Regions from separate parts of the Mus musculus genome. Here regions 1, 2 and 4 are each linked to region 3. Evidence: chromatin contacts called from public Hi-C and HiChIP or PLAC-seq data. All regions are on one chromosome and are shown on one strand. The core of a region is the stretch at or near the end of the contact, and the rest is flanking DNA. Distances in the headings are between cores, read along the strand shown. Region 1 has its middle 6.4 kb from the start of Gm40932. Region 2 overlaps Dtnbp1 (dystrobrevin binding protein 1). Region 3 has its middle 31 kb from the start of Gmpr. Region 4 has its middle 22 kb from the start of Gm34409.

Region 1 (5,448 bases), core at 2,851-5,350, 380 kb before region 3:
GACCAAGGCAAGTCTTCTAAAAAACAACATTTAATTGGGGCTGGCTTACAGGTTCAGAGGTTCAGTCCATTATCATCAAGGTGGGAGCATGGCAGTATCCAGGCAGGCATGGTGCAGGAGGAGCTGAGAGTTCTATGTCTTCATTCAAAGGCTGCTAGTGAAGACTGACTTCCAGGCAACTAGGGTGGGGATCTTATACCCACACCCACAGTGACACACCCATTCCAACCAGGTCACACCTATTCTAACAAGGCCACACCTTCAGATGGTGCCACTCCCTGGTCCAAGGATATACAAACCATCACAGATGGCTAATCATGTTGAGTGTCTAATGTCTGGGGCCCTCCGGGTACATTTAACTCCCACCAATGGATTCTTGGGGAGCAAGGACCTTTGAGAGGCAGAGATGAAACAGCACTGGAGACATGACAGATGTGAGATCATTACACTCTGGCAAGAGAGTCTGCCTGCCACTTCTCCTATGTCTTCCATGAAGGCAAGCCTTTGTTTTCCTTTAGAAACTGACAGAGCTGCTGTTTGCAGAGCGATAGCCATGGCTGTGGCTGAGATGACAGTTTCCCACATGCTCCGTGTGTAGAGAACACTGATAATTCAAGTCAGCTTCACACACAAACACCCAGTGTCTAGAAAGCCCAAAGACAGATAGTACTTGATACTATAGACCTCCCATTCTCTGTGGCTTTAGGCTATTTCTAACCATCACTCAGCCTCAGAAAAATCTTCATTCTAGAATTTATAGCTGTCAGCTTAGATGATGGTATCTTTCCAAGCTGAAAAAGATGTCCTTTGGACAGTAGCCACACCTTTTAAACAGACAGTCCAGGCAGGTATGTTATAAGAAGGGCATCTGCGTTTAAGACAGGTACATTTAGTGATTAAAAGTAGGCAACATTTATGGAGAACTTATGAGAGTTTATTCTTCCAACAACCCTATAAAGGAAGGGTTATTAACCCTTGTTTGCAGGTAAGGAAACTGGGATGAAGATAGGTAACTTGATATTCACATAGCTGGCCAGGGTCAGAACTTCATCCCAAAGCCCACACGCTCAACCATAAATCAAAATCAACATGAGTAACCCAGCTGCCTTTCAGTCACATGGAAGAAAATAACTTGACCAAAGGCATTCCGAACACCAGGAAGGGGCTAGATCGTGTCAGTTCAAACATGGACTCCTGAATCAGTTAGAAATGAGGAAATACTCAGGCCCCTCCCTTCCCCCCAGCTTGTGTAAACTTGCTGTCTTGAGACCTGTTTCTTTACCTGAGAAATCAAGAGAATAACTACCCAACTCAATAGGATTTTAATGTGGTAACTATGACAACACCTACCCTTCACCACTTATCTTCCTGTCTACTGTGAGATACATGGATGTGATTAGCTTTGCTCTTTGCACATGATAAACATTTATATTAGCTATTATTATTATTACTATTATTGTTGTATGACTATGTGTCAAATCCATTCTGACAAGCTCCAAGAGCTAACTTCTTTTGTTATACTGGAATTCTTCTCTGACCTACTAAGTGCAGCTTGTAATAGATAGGTTACACCTACAGCTAGGAAATCTCTTTTGTTATATACAGTTTCACTTATTTCATTTTCCATTCAAATCTATTTTCCGTTCAATCTAATGAGCAATTGGATTTGCTTTTAGAACATCACATTATATATTCCTCCTATTATTCTCAGAAGCACTTCATCTTTGTCGTACAGTATTACCGGGTTTAGCTAATTCTTCAACTTCTCCTGAATCCTGGATAAGTGGGCTCACTTTTCTTCACAGTGTAATGGAGAGCATTGCCTCAGAATCCAGATTCTTATCTACAGTTTTGGGGGCGGATGTAGTTAAAGTAACTCCTGGTCAGACACAGTCCCCTCCTCACCAGAATGAGGAGGGTGACACAACAGCTACCAGGGTTTCCTATGATCCGCAAAGCCACAGCTGAGCTAACGTGGTTGATTCGCTAATCCATTTCACAAGCTATCCTTGGCAAGAGGCACTTTCTACCTTCCCTCTGTCAGCTGCCTGGGCTGAGCAAATTGGGCATGGCTTTTTGATTGCACATTCGGTTCCTTCCCAGCTTAAAAAGCGATCTCACATTCCCAGCAGGATGTGTCCGGGGAGAGCCATCTGAAGGCACCAGCCTGCATTATAGAGGTACATCAGGAGAAGCACTGCAGGCTTTCTGACAATCCAGGGTGAGCCTGCTGTTACCCACGCTCTAGATATCAAAGGTATGATCGTCTGGTTGGTTGTCTCAGGAGCTGGTGCCAACAGCCCACTTTATATCCGTGGGTGGTGCCTTCTGTTTAAAGGTCAGAGAGCTCAAATTTTGTGTTTATAGAACTATATATATTAACAAAAAATGTCTAGGTTACTGTCACTATGATTCCGATTGGATTTCAAGACACCTAGGAGATTTGTAAAGCACAGTTCTGAGTGTGTCTGCGAAATGGTTTCCAAACACAATTATGTTCCTGAGGTCTTTAGCCTAATGAATCAATCACCGATCACGAATTCAAAGTTTAAAGACTCTCGGGAGGTGGTAAAACTGTGAGAGGTGGGGGCCTAGTGGGAGGAAGTGGTTATTGGGAATGTGCCATTAGTGTGTATCTTGGATGTTTCCTACTGTTCCTCTTTGCTTCTGGCTGCTCTGGAGTGAGCAACTCTTCTCTACCTGTGCCTCCCACCATGATATACTGTCTCAATCACAACCCCCAAGCAACAGAGCCAATCAAGCCCAAACTGAAACCCTTAAGACCAAAATGAACCTTTCCTCTTTTAGGCATTTGTTACAGAGGCAAACATCCTGCTGAACACACTAACCAAGCAATGAAGAACTATCTCATGATTGGAATTAACCTGAAGGCAGTAAGCTGTGTTCGTGTTAGCTGGCCTCCTGCTCATTAGGGCTCCTGCCCCCTCTGTTGGCTTGCCTGAGGCATAATTTGCACTTAGCACCCAATTCTTCTCAATCCCTTCTAGAAAAACCAATTTGCATGCCTTTTAATTAAACACACGCATTGCATTACTACCTCCCTAAGGGTTCTACTCCTGGTCTGCCTAACTCCCAGCTCTACCTAAGCCACAGAATCCTTAAAGAAAGGGTCAAGATTCCATTTGATAGAAGAACATTGGATGAGCAAATTGGAAGTAAAAGGATTGGAATTTAGATGTGTGCTGTCTAGCAAGAACATAATTCACCCATCTGTTCTGGCTTCAGATTCTTTATTTGTTAAATGATTAGGTTTGAGAACCAAGACATTAAAAAAAAATGTCCATCTGTGTGCCTGTGCTATATGCCCGTATGAAGGACAGTTTGCTGAGACCAGCGTCGCCTGGAGTTAGAGTTACAGGTGGTTGGAACCTGTGTGCTGTGGGTGGCAGAGACTCCAGTCCTCTGGAAGAGTAGCAAGTGCTCTTGTGTGCTGAGTCATTCTCTCAGCCATTGCAATCTAGATTTTTATATCTCAGGAGCTCAGGGATCATTTTTGGAGAAGACAATACTGTTACAACAACAACAACAACAAAAATGACATACAAAAACAACAACAACCCCTTCTATCTCAGACGTAATACAACTCTAATAATGAGAAGTTGAATCTACATCCACAGGGAGACATTTTGATGGTGTCTCACACCACACCTGGATATATGTGTGACCACAGAGGGGCAGGAGCTGGCGGGAGCTCAGCGTCTTTTGTGAAATGCAATGTGCTGACCTCTAAGATTCTCCCCACTGATTCCCCTCTCCTTCCCTCCTACTTTTCCCTTTGTTAGTATTTCTTCTCTTTCTCCTTTTCAACTCCTCCCTCCCTTCCCTTTCATTCCCTTCCTTCCTTTCTTTAGTTCTGACAGTTGAATCCTTGGACGATAGGCAAGTGCTTATAGATGAACAGCACCTCCAGATCACCCCTGACTCTAAAAGGTGCTTTGTAATCAAGGATTCAGGAGCTTAGAAAGGACTTCTGCAAGACCACACAGCTAGAATGTGGTAGTGTACCAAGTTCCCAGGAGTCCTGAGAGGGAAGTCTCAGCTTCTATACTTAGGTGTTTGCTAGCCTCTGACATTCCGTAATGACCAAAGAACCTGGGTTTTTCTAACTTCCTAGTTTCATTCTGTTGCTGTGGTAAAGCCCTGACAAAAGCCAACTCAGGGAGAAGAATGTTTATTTGTTTCTGTTTCCACAAGACCATGGAGGAGTGCTGCCAACAGGCTTGCTCTCTGTGGCCTATTCAGTGCCATGGAACATATTTACTTGGGTCAACTTCAGTTATAGATGAGGAAGAAACAGTCAGCTAGTGTCATGGAGGAGGAATGGAAAGATGCAGTGTTAATACTCCAGCCCTTCCCTATGGTATCATCAACTTGTCCTAATTGGCCAAAATAATCTTGGCTCTAAAACTGAAATTCCCAAGTCCGGCAAAACTCAATGCTAGGCAAACCTATATGGTTGTTTACCTGGAATTTCTATAATTAGGAGAATATAATTTCTATTCTATACAGTATAAAAATAAATAGCCTTCTGTTGATGTCACCTTGGAGGTTATGTCTGAGATAATTTGATGTCTAGGGAGAATTCAAAATTCATTTGTAGGCTTGTGGACAAGGAGACTTTCAGATGTCCTGAACCCCAGACACAGTAGGAATCACTGTGGTTATTAGTTGGGGGAATAGTGCTGTAGCTATATTCTCAAGAGCCAAAGCAATGAGCAATGATTCCAAACCAGTTCCCAATAATGCTCCAAATTGCAGTGTTGATTTGAAAGCAAGCTAAGACTGAGTGAAACCCAAATGATGTCCACAGAGAGTTGTTAGTTTAACCAGGAACTATAGTTCCTTTCAGCCAACCTGAGAAATATATCAGTGCAAAAATCTAGTCCAATTCCTGGGACCAACAGACGTCTCACCCAGTTTCGTCCAGCAGAGTGGCTCAACTGCAATCCATCCCACTGGGTGCCTGGCATTGGAAAGGATGGATGTGAGTTGGATGGTGGGGGAGGACACCGCTCTCAAGAACCAAGAGATGGGGAGCCTTTCCCTATTTGCTGATTCATGCCAGTGCCTGTACTGAAGGCAGATACAGGTTTTCACCACCCTTCCACCCTGAGCTGTTTACAGGCTCCTGCTAGTATGGAGCAGAATGGACATCAAGGTAGTTACACCATTGCCCTGTTCACAAGGGATGGCTCTGAACCACCTGTCTGATAGCCTACCCCAGGGGAACAAAGGAACTCTGAGGAGAAACTATCCAGTTCTTTTCCTGCGATAGGCTGAGGTCACACTGCTGGGGTTGCTGGGAGTAAGTTTGCACAGAACGCTCCCCTACCACTCTGTCGCCACACTGATGCTATCCCCACTGCTGGCTGCCCCAGCACTGTGAGCAGGCACTCTTGTCAAGACTGGGAACGAACACAGCAGGAG
Region 2 (5,608 bases), core at 2,034-4,533, 490 kb before region 3:
CCTCTGACCTCCACATGCACACCACAGCATGTATGCCCACACTCAAACTCATGAATGTAGTCACGGGAGGGCAAATGGGGATGTGCGCGTGCGCACACACACACACACACACACACACACACTTTAAAAAAAATCACAGTTAAGGTCAGTTACTATTTTCTTCTAAGTTGCATTTAAATTTTGGTATTGTTTAACTAGTTAAGCCTTGTGAGATGATGCCCAAATTTTTAGGTTATGACAGGGCACTTAATATTTTGAAGCTATCAAAAAGGAAACTCAATAATGTATGAATTATCATTTGAAACACTAAACACTTCCAGAACCTAAGAATGATGCCCGAGCTCACTGAATATTAGTTCCTAAAGTACATCAATGACAAAGACATTTTTAAAAAGCTAACCCATAAAACCAGGTTTTATAAAGCTTCCATTATGGTATCAGTACTGATTCTATGAAATTAAGTTGTTTAGATAAAAGTGTTACAATTTCAAAACAACTTTCTTTGAGCATATTCTGTGTTGACAAGATGCTATCTCACATGGTCATTCACTATTTTTTGGTATGGCTTTGTTTTGTTAAGACATGGTCTTATTCTTAGCCAAGGCTTTCCTGGAATTCACTGCGTAGCCCAGGCTGGCCTCTAACTAGTGGTGATCCTTCCTCGTCCTCTCAGTCATTCAATATCTCTAGCCTCGAAACACAGTATATTTTAAGAAAGACTTAGGCTGCAATTCCCAAATAAAAATAACTATGAAAATACTTGTAACATAATGTATACAACTAGTAAGTGGCATTAACAAAGGAACAACTACAAAGAGAAAATATTCTCCTTTGTGGGAAGAAGGGGACAGTCAGTATAAAACAACGATGATCAAGTGACTGGGAAAGGCTCGAGCAGGTGAGCTGAAAGGACGTGGCTAAGAACGGCAATGTCTACCAGTTAGAAGGATTGCTAACGACAGGGAGAAAACCAACAGAAAGGGAACAATGCAGGAGGGCCAGAGAGACAGATGTTCTACATTTCTCCTCAGACACACGGTCCCCTTTCTAGGTCATGCTTTCAGAAACAACTCTCAGGCCCAGCAGGTCTCTGTAAGAGCCTAGGACATGAAGACCACAGTTTCTGAAGGCTGCCTTCCTACTGCCTCATCACCCAGAGCACAGCTGTGTTGTTAATGTCTCACTCACTGTGAGGCCCTAACCCAGTCCCAGCCTTTCTTTCTGTAGTAGAGAGCAGGGATGGTAAAGGCTCATTTGTGAGGTTCTTGTAAGAACTAAAATGGTCTCTGTGAAGTGCCCAACAAAGCTCTCCGTCGTGTAGCTGCTACCAGCCGGGCAGTAGTCACAGGGACAGTGTCCAAGAGAGCTCTGTCTATTTGGACACAGAACACTGCTCTATGATTTGCTGATCACTCTCTGCAGACCCACTGGTGACTGCTGTAGAGGAGGGGACAGTGAAAGGTGAGAAGGAAAGGTGCTCTGCTCCCCACGGGACTGCATGAAGAGTTATCTTCTGTGCATGCAGTTCCCATTCCCCGCATCCATCCAAACTTAAGCTAAGGGAGAAAAGAGTGTTGAATAAAAGTTAAAGGGAGCCACCATCTTGGACTAGGCATCTTCACCAGTCACTCGAGCTGACATCCCACCGCACTGAAGTGAAACTGAGTGGTAGCCTGGCTCTTAGCATGGTGACAGCCCCTCAGCCTTAAGCTTACCCACACCCAACGGTCCCTTCCACCTTTGTGTCACACACACACACATGTCCCTTGTGAAAGGAAATATGCTACACTTTCCTGTCTCTCTCTCCAGAGAAAGAAGGAAGGACAGAACGACAGTCGTAAGGATAGATATAAGCATAGTACGAGATATGGAAATAACATAATGAAACCTATCGCTTTGTTTGCTAGACCTAGTAAGGCAATTCAAGGACCTGCCTCCCTGTCCCTGCCTGGCAAAATAATTTTGAAATGACTAATACATTTTAATTTTTGTTTGTATTTCCTTACTTTCTTTTTTGTCTGTAAAAGCACTAGTAAACTAATAGTGTTCTATTTTAGAATTAAAATAAATTACAATTTAGAATTTAAAAAGTAAAGCCATTTTGTGATCTTTACGTTGTTCTAATTTTGTCCTTTGAGAGCAGTGACCCACAATATTACCTTCATGTGTACATGCATCAAACACAACAGATAATTCTCTGAATATAAACCCATCCAAATGAAAAATGAAGAAAACAAACTTCCACAAACTTCAAATGCAGCAGAACTCATCTGACCTCATGTCTATCGCCTGAAGGGTAAAAACATACTGTAAGACATGAATTTCTGAAAGCCTAAATTCTAAAAGCAATGTTTGGAGGACATCCTCTGGCCAGGATAGTTACTGTAAGTCCAATTCATTCATTCATTCATTCATTCATTCATTCATTCATTCATTCATTCATTCAACTTACACTTTTAAACAAAAGACCTAATGACAGTCTTGAGTTATTTTAAAAAAAGATCAACAAAGGCTGGCAAGCTGATTCAGCCAGCAAAATGCTTGTAGCTTAAGCAAGAAGATCGGCCTGAGTTGGATCCCCAGTACATACATAAAGTGCCAAGCAAAATATCTTGCTTCTAATCATGGCACTAAGGAGCCAGAAACAGGCAGATCCCTGGGGCCCATTGGCTGGCCTCACCAGTGAGTATCATGGCAAAATGAGAGATACTGTTTCAAAGTCATAATGAAACATCCCAAGAGCTCTGGAGGAACAACACCCCCACCCCCACCCCACTTGACTCCCCTCCATATGCAGAAGCACCTGTATGCATACAAACATTTGGGCAGACATAGGCAAATAGGTAACACACACAAAGCAACAAAACTAAAATTATTTCCTTAGCTTACTGTAGGCAGAAAGCATTAGTGGTAAATTTTAGAAATGAATACATTTCTATATAACAATAAGAATGCACTATTATTTTCAAAGCAATAGCTGAGAATTGATGAATTCTTGGAGGGCTTTGAAACTGCTCTCACACACAGGCCACACTTACCCAGGCTTGCCATCAGAGACTCCAAGTCCTGCAGGAGAGCGGGCAGCTGCTGCAGCTGCCCCTGCAGCTCGTTCAGGCTGGTCCTCTTCTTCTCCCAGTGGGCAGACAGCATGACCACCTCGCTGTCCACCAGCTGCAACACAGACCAGCGGGGCTCAGGAAAACCACATCTCAAGCACACAGTCAGTCAACGAGCCGAGGCCCGGCCAGTTTGTCTTTAGCAACCCTCCATGGTCTACAGATGGCAGTGACACTGAAGACAGTGCCACTTGTGTTGCTGGTTTTTCTTAGAAGAGGAAGGAACTCAGTATTTGTACAGCAGACCTCAAACTGCTCTTGTATCAGACATCTAACCCAAAGACTCCAAGGTCAGAAATAAGCTGACATCTTCTACGTATGTTCTACTATTAAGGAAACTATTCATTGGAAAATTCATACCTAGGAAAAATAAGACAAAAAGCAAACAACAACAAAAAAGTAACAAAAAGCAAATACACAGAAACAAATAAAAAAGTGATTTACTGGTAATTACTTGCTAACTTGAGAAGAAGTTAAAATATTTTGTCTGGTACACAGCATAATCTTTTTTAAGGCATTATAGATCATACCATGGTTCATTAGATAACTTGAAAAGTCTAAAATAACTAAGGTTTAGACAAAAACTACTTCTTACCAAAAATCAAAGCACAGCATATTTAAATATTAAGGCTTAAAAATGGTTTATTAATTCTAACTTTACACAAAACTAAAAATTACATTCTTTATATAGGACATAAAGTTTTTAGGTAGAAAGAATATAGCAGAGTACACTAAAGTATTTTAATTTAAGAAAATGTGAGGGTGAACAACTGTCAAACCATCACAGATGATTATACAATGGTACAACACACTAAGCATCTGCTACAAGCCCGACTCTGGGTTAAGCAATTTAGATATATTATCTTACAAAAACTACATCTTCTATGTTCCTCAAAGGCTTGCAAGCTAACAGTGTATGCAGAGTAGCTGGGAGACAGTGGAACATTTCATAGGTGAGGCTAAGCGTGAGAAAGCTAAACCACCACGGGCATGTCTTTGAAAGGATGGGGATTCCAGGCTCCTCCTCTGGGTGACAGACTCCTGGGTTACAGTGAGATGAACATAGTTCTTCCACCAAATGCTCCCAACATGGCACACTGTCTAACCAACAGCAAAAGGACCAGTCATAAAGCAAAATGATAGCCAAGCAAACCCTTTCTCCTTAATAAGCTGATTAGCTCAAGTATTTTGTCAGAGCAATGAAACTAATTAACATAGCATAAAACTCTACAGTTCATTCAGTCTATCTGAACAAGCTTGCTTGTTAAGCAAAGTTAAGTGGTGTCTGACACATTTTATGGATTAAAAAAAAGACAGAGACCAGGCTGTTTGTGTAAGACCAAAACAAATTAGTGCACCAAAGATGATAATCAGAAATTGTAACCTCCCCTCCTGTCACAGGAAATGCACCCTGAGCAGAGAAGTGAAGTCTCACTCAGCTCACTTAACAAATCAAACTGCTAAATAAAACCATTACTCTTAAGAGTTCAATCTAAAGACTAGAAACTGTTTCGCAATAATAGGAATTAAAAGGAAAACACTAGAAGTCTAGCTTCGGAAAACTACCATGGATGCCTAATCCTTAAGTAACTTTTAACTATTTGTCTGTAGACTGTGGAGGAGGGAGGGGGAAACCACAACTGCTTAGACAAAGCTTATAAACAATCCAATTACCACCGACCATAGCTGTGTGCTTTCATAGACACTGCTCTGAACCCTACAAGTATATAAGAATATGCTCTGGGAACTAGAAAGGTGGCTCAGCAGTTAAGAGCACTGGCTGATAGTCTACAGAGCCTGGTTTGATTCCCAGCACCCACATGGTAGCTCACAAATGAACTCCAGTTTCAGGGAAACCAATGCCCTCTTCTGGCCTCCATAGCACTAGACACATATGGAGTGCACACACATACAAGCAGGCAAAACACCCACACACATAAACGAATAATAATCTTTTAAAGAATATACTGTAGAAATAATTGTAGAGTAATTTCTTGACAACACTGAACAGCCCATCTCCTTGCCTGAGATTGGTGCTGTCTGATAAAAAGCTATTATTTTATCAGGGACAGACCTGACATGAACACAAGTTTAAGCAATACTGAAAAAGACACTCATTTACCCATTTGTAAGCTTCAAGGTCACATTACTGAGAGGGTTTTTGTTTGGTTTGTTTTTATGTTTCTGAGATAATAATTCTGTATAGACCAGGAGAACCTGGAACTCTCTTTGTAGCCAAGACTGAGCTCAAGATGAGAGCAATCCTCCTGCTTCAGCCTGTCAAATGCTGGGATTGCAAGTGTTCATCTTCACACCTGACTTAAGTTTTCACTCTTGAAGTTTATGTTTCAGGACAGCCTCAGGGGTCATCTTTGCTTCTGGTGACTCCGACTTTGAATAGATTGGGTTTTGTAAGGAGAGTCTAATTAATCTGTGAAAATCTTAAGGACCTTGGAGTAAACTCCAATCCATGAGGGATTTCTTGAGTATTC
Region 3 (5,263 bases), core at 1,944-4,443:
GCAGAATGGGAAGCCCCTCCTTGGAGGCCTTGTGGAAGCTGCAAGACTTTGACAAAGATCTAGAGGCAATGAAGCCACCTGCCCTGTACCTGTTGTCCATGGAGGGAGACTGCATGGGAAGAAGTCCCTGCCTGCCTGGGTGGTGTCAACAGGGGCCCATAGAGCAGACCAGTAGGAGATCCTGTTGTTCTGGTTGATTGTTTGGTCAACTCTACACAAGCTAGAGTTACCTAGGAAGAGGGAACAGCAGGAGAGAAAAGCCTCCAAGGGATTGGTTGATAAGCAAGCATGTGGGACATTTTCTTGTAGAGAGTGATGGGTGGTGCCCACCATGGCAGGTGGTCCCTGTGTGTCTAAGAAAGCAGGCTTAGGTCAGCCAAGAGGAGCCAGGCTCCTTCAGTGTTCCTCTGCTTCAGCTGCTGCCTCTGCATTGTTCCTGCCCTGACTTCCCTCAGTGATGGAGTGTGGCCTGAGAGTTTACACTGGAGTAAATCCTTCCCTCCTAGAGTTGTTTTTGGTCATGGTGTTTATCACGGAAACAGAGACCCCCACCCGCCAACGACCACACCTGCTAACAGGACAAAAGGATAAACTACAGAGCCAAGAGAAGATATTGGCAGATTGGAAAGCAGACCAAGGATGAATATGTAAAATGATCAAGAAATCACAACTTCCATGCTTTAAAAAAAAAAAAAAACAAACCCAAAACAACTTAGAAAACGGATGAAAAACTAGAACAGATATTTCACAGAGGAAGAAGATATACAGATGGCAAATGAAAGTATGAGGATTTGATCAACATTATTAGCTATCAGAGAAATGCAAATTCAAAGCACAGACCATCCATCCAGAAAACTAAGCCAGCACTGGGCCTGGGAGTATAGCTCACCACGGTGAGTGTTTGCCTGGCGGGCACTGGGCACCTCACCTCTGGGTTTGATTCCCAGCAATGAATAAACTGTTATGTTCAAGTTGCAGGAACCCAAAGACAGCTGAGGAGCCAATTCTGATGCACACACAGGGATCTTTATTACAAGTTCTCAAGCAAGATCTCTCAGACTCTCACTGTCGCAGGGGGTCAGAGTGAGAGCCCCGAGTCTAGGAGTTCAGGTTGTTTATTGTGGTTGCAGCAAACTTGGGAATTTTCCATACAGGTCAGCAAGTTAATATTTTAAAAACTGCACTTCTGGCATAATCTGTAGGAACCAAACAGGATGGTCAGGTTATCTATTCTCTGCAGGATGTCTTAGGTTATCTGTTTGTACCTTGACCCTGCTTTTGTGACCTGACTGGCTGTTGCTAAGGGCAGTGGGTTGCCGTAGGATGCTCGCTCTGGAGGACTCTGTGATTTTCTGGAATTCTTGGTCTCGCACAAAATGGAGCTTATCCAAAAACAAAGTAGGTCGGGCTTAACAAAACCACGTGTAATACCCGTACTTCCAGTGTATGGGAGACAGAGACAGAAAGATGAGGAGTTCAAGGCCTGTCTGACTGGAGACTCTGTAGGAACAAGAGATGCTAAGGATGCAGAGACATCTGATCAGTCAGGATGCACTGAGAGGAAAATGGAAGATGGTGCAGGCATGCTCCGGAGATGGCTGTACTCTGGAAAATCTCAGCCACTGCTTACAAAAGCAAGCATGCAACTGTTATGTGGCCTAGTAACGCTGATCTTGGACATTTATACAGGGAAATGAAAATGTATGCGTGTGGATGTTCAGAGCGTCTTAAAGAAGGTGCAAGTCTGACCATCTACGTCTGTTCATGCTAAAAGTCGATGACCATCTATCTGTTCAATTTAATTCTATTCTTTAATAGAAAGTTGGACAAACTATCCTTGGATTTACTTCAAACATAGAATGCTGGATTTTATGCGAAGAGACCTCTTAGGCTTAGAGAAGGACACAGGGAAGTGGCCCTGCTCTGTGCCAAGCTGAGACAAGTTTGGAAGGTAGATGGTAACCCCAACTGTGGTCTCTGGGAAGAGCAGCCCAGAGTTTTAGTCAAGGAAACCGAGGCGGGAACTCCAGCTGGAAGTAGAGACCAAGGATGGAACACTGGCCCGATGCTCATGAGGCCTTAGGGTCAGTGCCCAGTGCAGAAATAAACTTCTGCCTCCGGCTCAGGCTTGGCCTCAGGGCATTCAGAAGCCCAAGCAAGGGCAGGGCAGGGACAACAGTGGGAAAAGTTGTCACAACAGTGGAACATAAGAGTGTCCTCTTCCTCTCTATCATGATCAGATATCTAGTCACCCGGGTTCTTCTGTCTCTCTAGGGACAGGGTCATACATGTTATACATACTAGACAATACTTTCTATACATATAAATACATTATATACATACTAGACAATATGTTATATATACTCAGACAATATATGATATATATATAAATAATTCATGATATATGCATAGGTAAAACATGACATAATTTAGGCAACACATGATATGCATGCTAGACAATACATGATGTACATCTAGACAATATGTGATATACATACAACAATATATGATACACATATAGACAATATGTGATATATAGGTAATACATGATATATATGTGTGTGTGTGTAATATATACATATAGACAACACATGATATACATGCTAGACAATATGTAATATACATATAGACACTACATGGTATATATGCTAGTCAATACATGAATACATATACACAATACATGTTGACAATACATGATATACATATAGACATATATGTACATATGTCTTATGTTAGATAATACTATAGTAAATGACATGGGTGTTCTGAACCCTGTGTCTTTGCTGTCTGTAGAGTCTGAGGTCCCCTGGCGTGTGCCAGCTGTAAAGTTTGTTCTGTTGTTGGCCAAAGCTCATCTCTTCTGTCTGGGCAACTCACGCAGTGTTTCTGAGTGCTTTCTACATAAGTTATGGGACCATAGCAGAGTTTCCCAACTCTTCTGAGTCACTTTCTGATCCTTTAGTGTCTTGCCCACCTCTGGTCAGTAACTCCTTCGATCTCCCCTTAATTAATTAAACTCTGTTGTCAGCCCAATTGCCACCAGCAGCTAGTTTTCCTTAAAGGGTGTAGTGTGTGTTGGTATGGGCAGAGCATTCCACTAGAGCCATGAGAAAATCGGAGTTCTACAAGGACACAGCCATGGATAAAGACAATTCCTACTCAAGCTAGCTGAAGAACTGTAAATTTGAAAGCCAGTGTCTGAGCGCCCTCTACTGGAAGCAATGGCACATTACTCCCAGCATCATTTTCCAGCACAAAAGACCTAAATTGTTGAGATGAGACATTGGCTTAGCATTTTCTTGACTCTCACTTTCAGTTTCTTCCAGAACTCCTGATGTTGACACAAGACATGACATATGAAGGTGTAAGTTAATTAAAAGACGCTTCCAGCATCCAAGATGAGGGAAAGGTGAGAAATACTGAGAGGCTGTGTAAAATGGAGTCGTTTCTGTTGCATGCTAAGGATAAATAGCATCCTTGCCGATTCTTGCCAGCCTGCCCAGAAAAATGTGAGTTCTAGCAGCAGTTTCTCAGTTATCACTGACAGAACCTGATTGCTTAATGATTTATAGCTTTATTACATAGTGGCCAAGAGCAAGCCCCTCTGGTAAGTCACTTCTTCAATTTGGTGACAAGAAACCAGCCATCAGGAATGATGTATTTCCTTGTAAGTTCCTTGAGAAATACGAGATTTTTCCTCTGTGTGCCTGTGTGTGGTGTTTATGCCCGTGTGTGTGTGTGTGTGTGTGTGTGTGTGTGTGTGTGTGTGTATGTGTGTATGTGTATGTGTGTGTGTGTTTGTATGTGTGTGTGTATGTATGTGTGTGTGTGTATCTCTAGTCCCTGCTTTTTCTTTCTACTGACTTTGCAGTTGTCCTGATTATTTGTTGGTTTACTACAGTACTGGGGATCAAACTTAGGGCTTCATGTTGAGATTTCATTGAGCGTTTCAGTTCTTATAGTATAAGAAATACGATAATTTGAATAAGCATGGTCCCTGTAGGCTCACTTGTTTGAATGCTTAGTCATCAGGGAGTGGCACTACTTGAGAAGGATTAGGAGGCATGGCCTTGTTGGAGGAGGTGTGTCACTGAGGGGTAGATTTTGAAGTTTCCAAAGCCTGTGCCAAGCCCAGTGAGTCAGTTAGTCTGCTGTCTGTCTGTCTGTCTCTGTCGGCATGTGTCTCTTTGTCTTTCTCTCTCTGTCTCTTCCCTCCTCCTCCCCTCCTTCCTCCCCACTTTCTCTCTCTGCCTAAGGAGCAGGTGTAGCTCTCAACTTCTCCAGCACCATGCCTGCCTGCCTGCCTGCCTGCCTGCCGCCATGCTCTCTGTCCTGAGGATGGAGTAAACCTCTGAAACTATAAGTCAGCCTCCAATTAAATGTCTTATTTTATAGGAGCTGCCTACCAAGGTAGACACCAATGGTGTCTCTTCACAGCCATAGAACAGTGCCTAGGAAAAGTAACAAGACTGTACAAGTTCACTAATATCCTAAAAGCCTGCAGAAGCTATAATCAACCTGGGCCTTTTTTTTTTTTTAAGTTGGAAACATTTTATTTAAATGTGTCAAATAATCTCCCTGTTCTTAGACCAGAAGGTGTGAATACATTCCACAAGAACACATGATCTCACTGCTGTGATTCACAGAGTAACAGTCAGATGGCTTCGGATTAGATAGTTAAAGATCGCTCCTTCCTGGGTTACAGCTGGCAGACACCACCAATCTCTTGTAGCTATGTGACGAAATAGTGCTAACCCTGCTTGAACTCGAGAACTTCATTACCTTAGATCCTTCATTTCTGCTTGGCTTCCTTATTGGAAATGACTTTTTCCATGGTCCCTAACACTCATACACCTTGGTTTCTCCCCTGGACAGCCCATACATGTTGGCCAGGCCCTGTGCTCTGTTCTCTTGTTCCCAGAGCCAGGCTGTGAGTCAGATGGATGTTCCAAGGCACCTTCACTCACGATTGGTCTCTGAGCCACCAATCGGGACTTTTCATCTGATAGGAGGAGGCTGTACCACTGTGCACTACTTTTGAAAGGAACACTAACCTAAAAAGATGGAAAAGTGAACTGTGGCATGGCCTCTGTCACTAACTAGGCGCTTTATACAAGTCCTTGAACATACCCGGGCCTTAGTTTTCTTTAATAATAAAATATTTTTATTCATTTATTAATACATTTATTTTTTTCATTCCTAAAATCATCTTTATAAAACTTAGTCTGGAAAGTTCTATTTTGAACTAACATGGGATTTTAAT
Region 4 (5,075 bases), core at 786-3,285, 420 kb before region 3:
GTGCTATTACACATGAGAAACTACAAAATTATTTTTTATTTTACATATTCAGATGTATATATTTGTATTAAGCAAACTTGTTAAACAAAAGTTCTGACAATTCTCCTATGAATTCTTATGCTCATCAGTTAGATGCGTTCTGTGACAGTTTCATGTGTGTCTGGTACGTTCTTACTGTCACTGTGACTCTCTCTGACCTCCCTGCTACCTCTGTCATACCCACTCCTCCTCCCCAGTTTTCTTCTCTCATACTTTCTTGTTTTGTTTTTGTGAACCGCTGATTTTAACCAGGATATCTGTGCAGCCCCATGCTTGGGACTACCCACTGAAGCCTTGCAGGCACACCATCTGGAACACAACTGATGGCCATCACTGTCCCTCTCTAGAAATCATCAGTTTCCAAATAGTTCAGTGGGGGAGGATTAGGGCCCTATGAGCCCTCTGCTGACACATGGTTGCCTGTTGAGTCTTGCTCAGGCCTAGTCCAGGCAACTGCAACTGCTTTGAGATCACGTTTGCAATGGCTGTGTGATCCTCTGAAGAGAGTATTTTGCAACCCTTCAGGGTGCTTCTTACAGCCTTGCTACCACCTCTTCCACCATGCCCCCTGAGCTTTAGAAGGGTTTATAGAAGTGTCCTATTTCAGGCTAGCACTCAATTGCTATTTATTCTAGGCATCTTGAGCGGCCATGAGTCTCTGCATTCACTGCCGTTGACTGCAAGGAGAAGCTTCTCTGGTTAACCTGAGAGTAACGTTTGACTACGATTACAAACACAAGTATTTAGACTGAAGTTCAGGGCCATGTTAACGCAGCTAAACAAGAGTGGGCCCTATGACCTCCAGAATAAACATATAATTCTGTGTTCTGGAAACAATGGTAATCTTGGCTTCTTTGACACCTCTTTCAACTTAAAAAAAAAATTACTGTTCTGGTTAGGACCTGGCTTAATGTTAATATTTAGTAATGTCACCCAAACTGCCTACCTTTTTTTTTTTCCCTCTTAAAGGAAATACTTGTAAGATTTTTATCATTAATGTGAATTCCCCTCTGAAAATACTGAAAATAGGTAAGGGTGTATGTGTGTGTGTGTGTGTGTGTGTGTGTGCACACGCACGCGTGTGCGTGATATTTAAGTGAAATGGCTGTGTCCAGCCTGCTTTCCCTAAAGATGAAATAATTCTCCTTCCTATCAGTGTTTTTGCCAGCAATAAGCTTTCCACACATTTAAAAAAACCCTCTACTTGCTGTATAGTAGGGTATAAAATGAAATCTAATGATTATTTTAATTTACATTTTCTCTACTGCTCATAAGTTTCATCATCCTGTTGGTGATTTGAGTTTGCCTTTTTTTTCCTCATTCTTTTTTTCAAACTTGGAAGAGATAGTTGTTTTGAACAAACCCCATATGTTTATATTTCTATATTCCCCATTTCTTAAAAATTTCCCCAAGGCTGCATAGTTCCTATCTTCATTGTGAAATTATTGCCCTTTGTAAGTCCTTCCTTAGTCAGGCAGTCTGACCTCACTTCCTTATTGATTCTAATACTTCTTTTGGTAACATGGCGTTTGATATTCTCTAACTCAATGTGTATGTCGGCTGTTTCATTTCCTACTCTAATTTTAATTGTTCAAATTTGCAACATTGAATAATAAGTTCAATGTCAACATACATGTCTGGTTTTAGAGTTTAATAAAAAATGGTTAGAGCATTTTATCTTGTAGGATAGTATCTAGATCTTTGGGAATTAGGCGTTATTATATGTATTTCCTTTTTGATTGTTTTCAGAGGTTGACTGATACATTTTGCCAGTTAACCTATTGGCACAGGCTTTGGTTTTTCCTTTGAATTTGCTCATACAATAGATTGTGTTGGTAGACTGTGATTAAGTTGTCAGAGTCAAACTTAAAGCGACCGACAGAAGGAAATCATCTAACAGACCCAGAAAGCTAAGCGATGAATCAGAGACATCGGAGACCTCACACTCTGGCAGGAGGAGGTGATTTTTAGCATAATCTTGTCCTGTCAAAAAGAATTTCCACCTTTTCCAAAGGCAGAGAGAGAGGGTTTGGAGGTGTGAAAAGAGGAGCGTCAGAGCTGTCTTACACTGCATCCTGACAGCATGCTTTTATCTTATCAACCCCTTCACAGTGGCTTTAAAACACAGCCTGTCCTCCAATCATTATAATCGCTGTCGTAGCCTTCTGTGCATGGTTATATGCTGGACACTCTATGTTCTCCACAGCACCCACAAGGCTGATAGTCCTACCTCACTATTGTCCGACAATGAGAAAAGCCAAGGTTAGAGGAGGCAATCCAGCTAACAGCAGCCATGTAGCATGCAAGTGATGCAGCCAGAATTAAAAATTCCTGTACAGGTAAAGGCTATATACCTGGTATGTGTGTGTATGTGTGTGTGTGGTGTGAATATGAGTTTGTGTGTATGTGTGAATTTGTGTGTGTGTGAGTGTGTGGTGTGAATGTGTGTATGTGAATTTTTTGTGTATGTGTGTGTGGTGTGAATGTGAGTGTGTATATGTGTGAGTTTGTGTGTGTGTTAATGTGTGTTAGTGTGTGTATGTGTGAGTTTGTGTGTGTGTGTATGTCTGTATATATGTGTGTGTGTGAATCTGTGCATGTGTGAGTTTGTGTGTATGTGTGTGGTAGGAATTTGTGTGTGTTTGTGAATGTGTGAATCTGTGAGTTTCTGAGTGTGAGTATGTGTTTGTGAATGTGTGAGTGTATGTGTGTGAGTTTGTGTGTATGTGTGTTTCTGTGCATGAATGTGTGTGTGTGTTTGTGTTAATGTGTGTGTATGAGCGAGTTTGTGTGTATGTGTGTATGTGTGTGTGGTGTGAATATGTGTGTATGTGTGAGTTTGTGTGTGTGTGTGTATGTATGTGTGTGTGTGTGTGTGTGTGTGTGTGTGTGTGTGAGAGAGAGAGAGAGAGAGAGAGAGAGAGAGAGAGAGAGAGGTGATGGCAGCAATCTCAAGAGTCAATCCTGCTTTCCGCCATTTTTGAGACAGAATTTCTCTTGCTATTTGCAGCTGCTTATGCCATCTGGCCAAGAAGCTTCTGGGAATTCTCCCATCTCTGCCTCCCAGACTCATAGGAGAGCACAGATAGACACATTTTTATAGCCCACGTGAACCATCTTTGCCCACATGGGAAGGGTACCTCTCCTTTCAGGAGCTTCTTAACTTATCCGTGTTTTACAGACTTTCTTTGGGCAAGCAAATTCCTTCAGAATAAGTTAAGTCCCATTTAGCATAAAAACTTCTGTCCCCTGTGCCCAAGCACATAAGTGGTCTTGTGGAACCAGATGGTCTGGCTGAAGGACACTGTGGGCTCTCAGCTACTGCTCCAGTGCTCTGCCTGCCTGCCTGCTGCCATGCTCCCTGCCATGATGACCATGGGCCAACCCTTTGAAACTAAGCAAGTCCCCAGTTAAATACTTTCTTTTCAAAGTTGCCTTGGTCATGGTGTGTCTCCTCCCAGCAATAAAACAGGGATCAAGGCATGGCCCATATGCCTTTCATTCCCTTCAGAGTCTATGCTGTGGTAGATGCAGCTCTTGGGTTGCTGCCAGTGGTGAGTCCTGCTGAGATGAGGGAGCAATAAACACTGGAGAAAGTTCATGACATACTTCATGCCCCATGAAGGTGTGTGAGAGAAGATAGAAGGGAGGAGAAAGAAGAGAGGGGATACTCTGATCTATCTATCCATCTCTGGGACTAAACAATTATCATATAGTTAACACTCATTGAATGTAAAGGCTAAGGGATCACAGAAGTGGTCCAGTTACACCTTCTCATTTTAGCTCTTAGGGAACATACTCAGCAAGACTTCTAGCAGTCATAAACTGGCTAATGACTAATGGGTAGGAACTGAGTTCAATCCTAACTCACAAAATGAGGACAATATTAACTTTGTAATCTCAGTCTACTGGAGATGATACAGGCCAAGGATCAGGAAGAGTTCAAAGTCATGCTTGGCTACCCTAGGAAAAGATATATATGCACACACATATACATATGTGATCTATCTATCTATCTATCTATCTATCTATCTATCTATCTATCTCTACGTATCTATTATCTATCCAATAAATATAAAGGGTTAGGTTGTGGCTTGGCTCAGTAGTAGAACACTACGTGAGTTCAACCTTCAGCACCACACACACACACACACACACACACACACACACACACACACACACACCTGAGCTCAAGTCAGCATTATCTTCCCTTCTCCATGATTCCATTTTCATCTGATACAGCATACATGATACAGGTTTTAAGTACACGGCTCCATCCCCAGCTGTGAGGAACTTCCAACCCAATGAAACCATAGTTAGATTTATTTGTTGTATAATTTCTGGTGGCTTAAATACCTCATTTACAGTTCACACAACTTTCCACACTAAGCAATTATACGTTTAATGGGTTTAGTGTACAAAAGGGTGAATATGCTCCGAGCTGCATTGTTGACTTGAATTCATGGCCATTTGAGTATAATTCTGTGCTTGTTCTGCTGCGTAACCAGTCTGCTATTGGCTGATGGGCAGAAGAAGCTAGCTAGATACTAGTGTGGTGTCTAGAAGGCTGAGAAGTTATTATTCTGATGCAGGTTTTGTTTTTGTTTTTGTTTTTGTTTTTTGAAGAGGAGACAAGGGAAGAGATGGAATTAAGTATTTTAGAATCTGGAAATGACTTTCTAAAAGGGATTTAGAACATGGAGAGTGATATACATAGCAAGTTACAAGAAGAAACAAATATGTAACAAAGGAAACGAACAACAATAAGAGCTTGACAAGAATGCCAGACATGAGGGAGGAACATAGAGAGCCTGCCATGGAGTTACCGACACTGGCTTGCAAGGGTCAAAACTTTAGTTCAACAGAATAGTTCTAAGGACAAGAATGCAGACATATTCTAATTCAATTTGTCCATGAGTGCTCACTAACTGAAGAGCAGAGAATAAAAATAGCACTTTATTTTTCTCCATGTAGTAGGTTTTAAAGAGTTTGACCTGATTTTTAACCTGTGTTATATAAACTTTATTAAGTACTGC

What was found. A called contact is a pair of places that touch in the nucleus more often than the background predicts. HiChIP or PLAC-seq counts read pairs in DNA pulled down with a chosen protein or histone mark.
Region 1: a contact with region 3 is called in a Hi-C map of bone marrow-derived macrophages, with 20 read pairs. The contact joins two enhancer-like sites. A contact is called at or near these places in 4 of 39 promoter capture datasets (3T3-L1-derived adipocytes, embryonic stem cells, liver and 1 more), 1 of 15 datasets of contacts at CTCF or cohesin (large pre-B cells), 6 of 484 Hi-C or Micro-C datasets (B cells, the G1E-ER4 cell line, bone marrow-derived macrophages and 3 more), 7 of 115 datasets of contacts at active chromatin or transcription factors (acute myeloid leukemia, bone marrow-derived dendritic cells, embryonic basal ganglia and 4 more) and 1 of 9 other capture datasets (bone marrow-derived macrophages).
Region 2: a contact with region 3 is called in an H3K27ac HiChIP or PLAC-seq map of the HPC-7 cell line, with 9 times the contacts expected there. The contact joins two enhancer-like sites. A contact is called at or near these places in 3 of 39 promoter capture datasets (3T3-L1-derived adipocytes, neural stem cells and trophoblast stem cells), 1 of 15 datasets of contacts at CTCF or cohesin (the NIH/3T3 cell line), 8 of 484 Hi-C or Micro-C datasets (the G1E-ER4 cell line, bone marrow-derived macrophages, cortical neurons and 5 more) and 6 of 115 datasets of contacts at active chromatin or transcription factors (the HPC-7 cell line, acute myeloid leukemia, bone marrow-derived macrophages and 3 more).
Region 4: a Hi-C map of bone marrow-derived macrophages shows a contact between it and region 3, with 20 read pairs. The contact joins two enhancer-like sites. A contact is called at or near these places in 16 of 39 promoter capture datasets (3T3-L1-derived adipocytes, the HPC-7 cell line, HPC-7-derived erythroid cells and 11 more), 2 of 15 datasets of contacts at CTCF or cohesin (both in the NIH/3T3 cell line), 2 of 484 Hi-C or Micro-C datasets (bone marrow-derived macrophages and ganglionic eminence), 1 of 115 datasets of contacts at active chromatin or transcription factors (embryonic basal ganglia) and 1 of 9 other capture datasets (embryonic stem cells).

Annotation. Positions count from the first base shown.
Region 1 is chr13:45,097,836-45,103,283 of GRCm38.p6, forward strand. No RefSeq gene overlaps it. Among named protein-coding and RNA genes, the nearest start is that of Gm40932, 6.4 kb to the right of the region's middle. Within about 2 kb of position 4,101, at least 13 of the 459 cell types and tissues checked have an H3K27ac peak or open chromatin away from gene starts, as enhancers often do. A contact at or near this core is called in bone marrow-derived macrophages, where this site is marked.
Region 2 is chr13:44,979,703-44,985,310 of GRCm38.p6, forward strand. It overlaps Dtnbp1 (dystrobrevin binding protein 1), which reads right to left. Exons shown (of 10, transcript NM_025772.4): 5 at 3,039-3,171. Among named protein-coding and RNA genes, the nearest start is that of Dtnbp1, 20 kb to the right of the region's middle. Within about 2 kb of position 3,284, at least 43 of the 459 cell types and tissues checked have an H3K27ac peak or open chromatin away from gene starts, as enhancers often do. A contact at or near this core is called in the G1E-ER4 cell line, the HPC-7 cell line and bone marrow-derived macrophages, where this site is marked.
Region 3 is chr13:45,474,253-45,479,515 of GRCm38.p6, forward strand. No RefSeq gene overlaps it. Among named protein-coding and RNA genes, the nearest start is that of Gmpr, 31 kb to the right of the region's middle. Within about 2 kb of position 3,194, at least 17 of the 459 cell types and tissues checked have an H3K27ac peak or open chromatin away from gene starts, as enhancers often do. A contact at or near this core is called in the G1E-ER4 cell line, the HPC-7 cell line and bone marrow-derived macrophages, where this site is marked.
Region 4 is chr13:45,050,961-45,056,035 of GRCm38.p6, forward strand. No RefSeq gene overlaps it. Among named protein-coding and RNA genes, the nearest start is that of Gm34409, 22 kb to the right of the region's middle. Within about 2 kb of position 2,036, at least 4 of the 459 cell types and tissues checked have an H3K27ac peak or open chromatin away from gene starts, as enhancers often do. A contact at or near this core is called in bone marrow-derived macrophages, where this site is marked.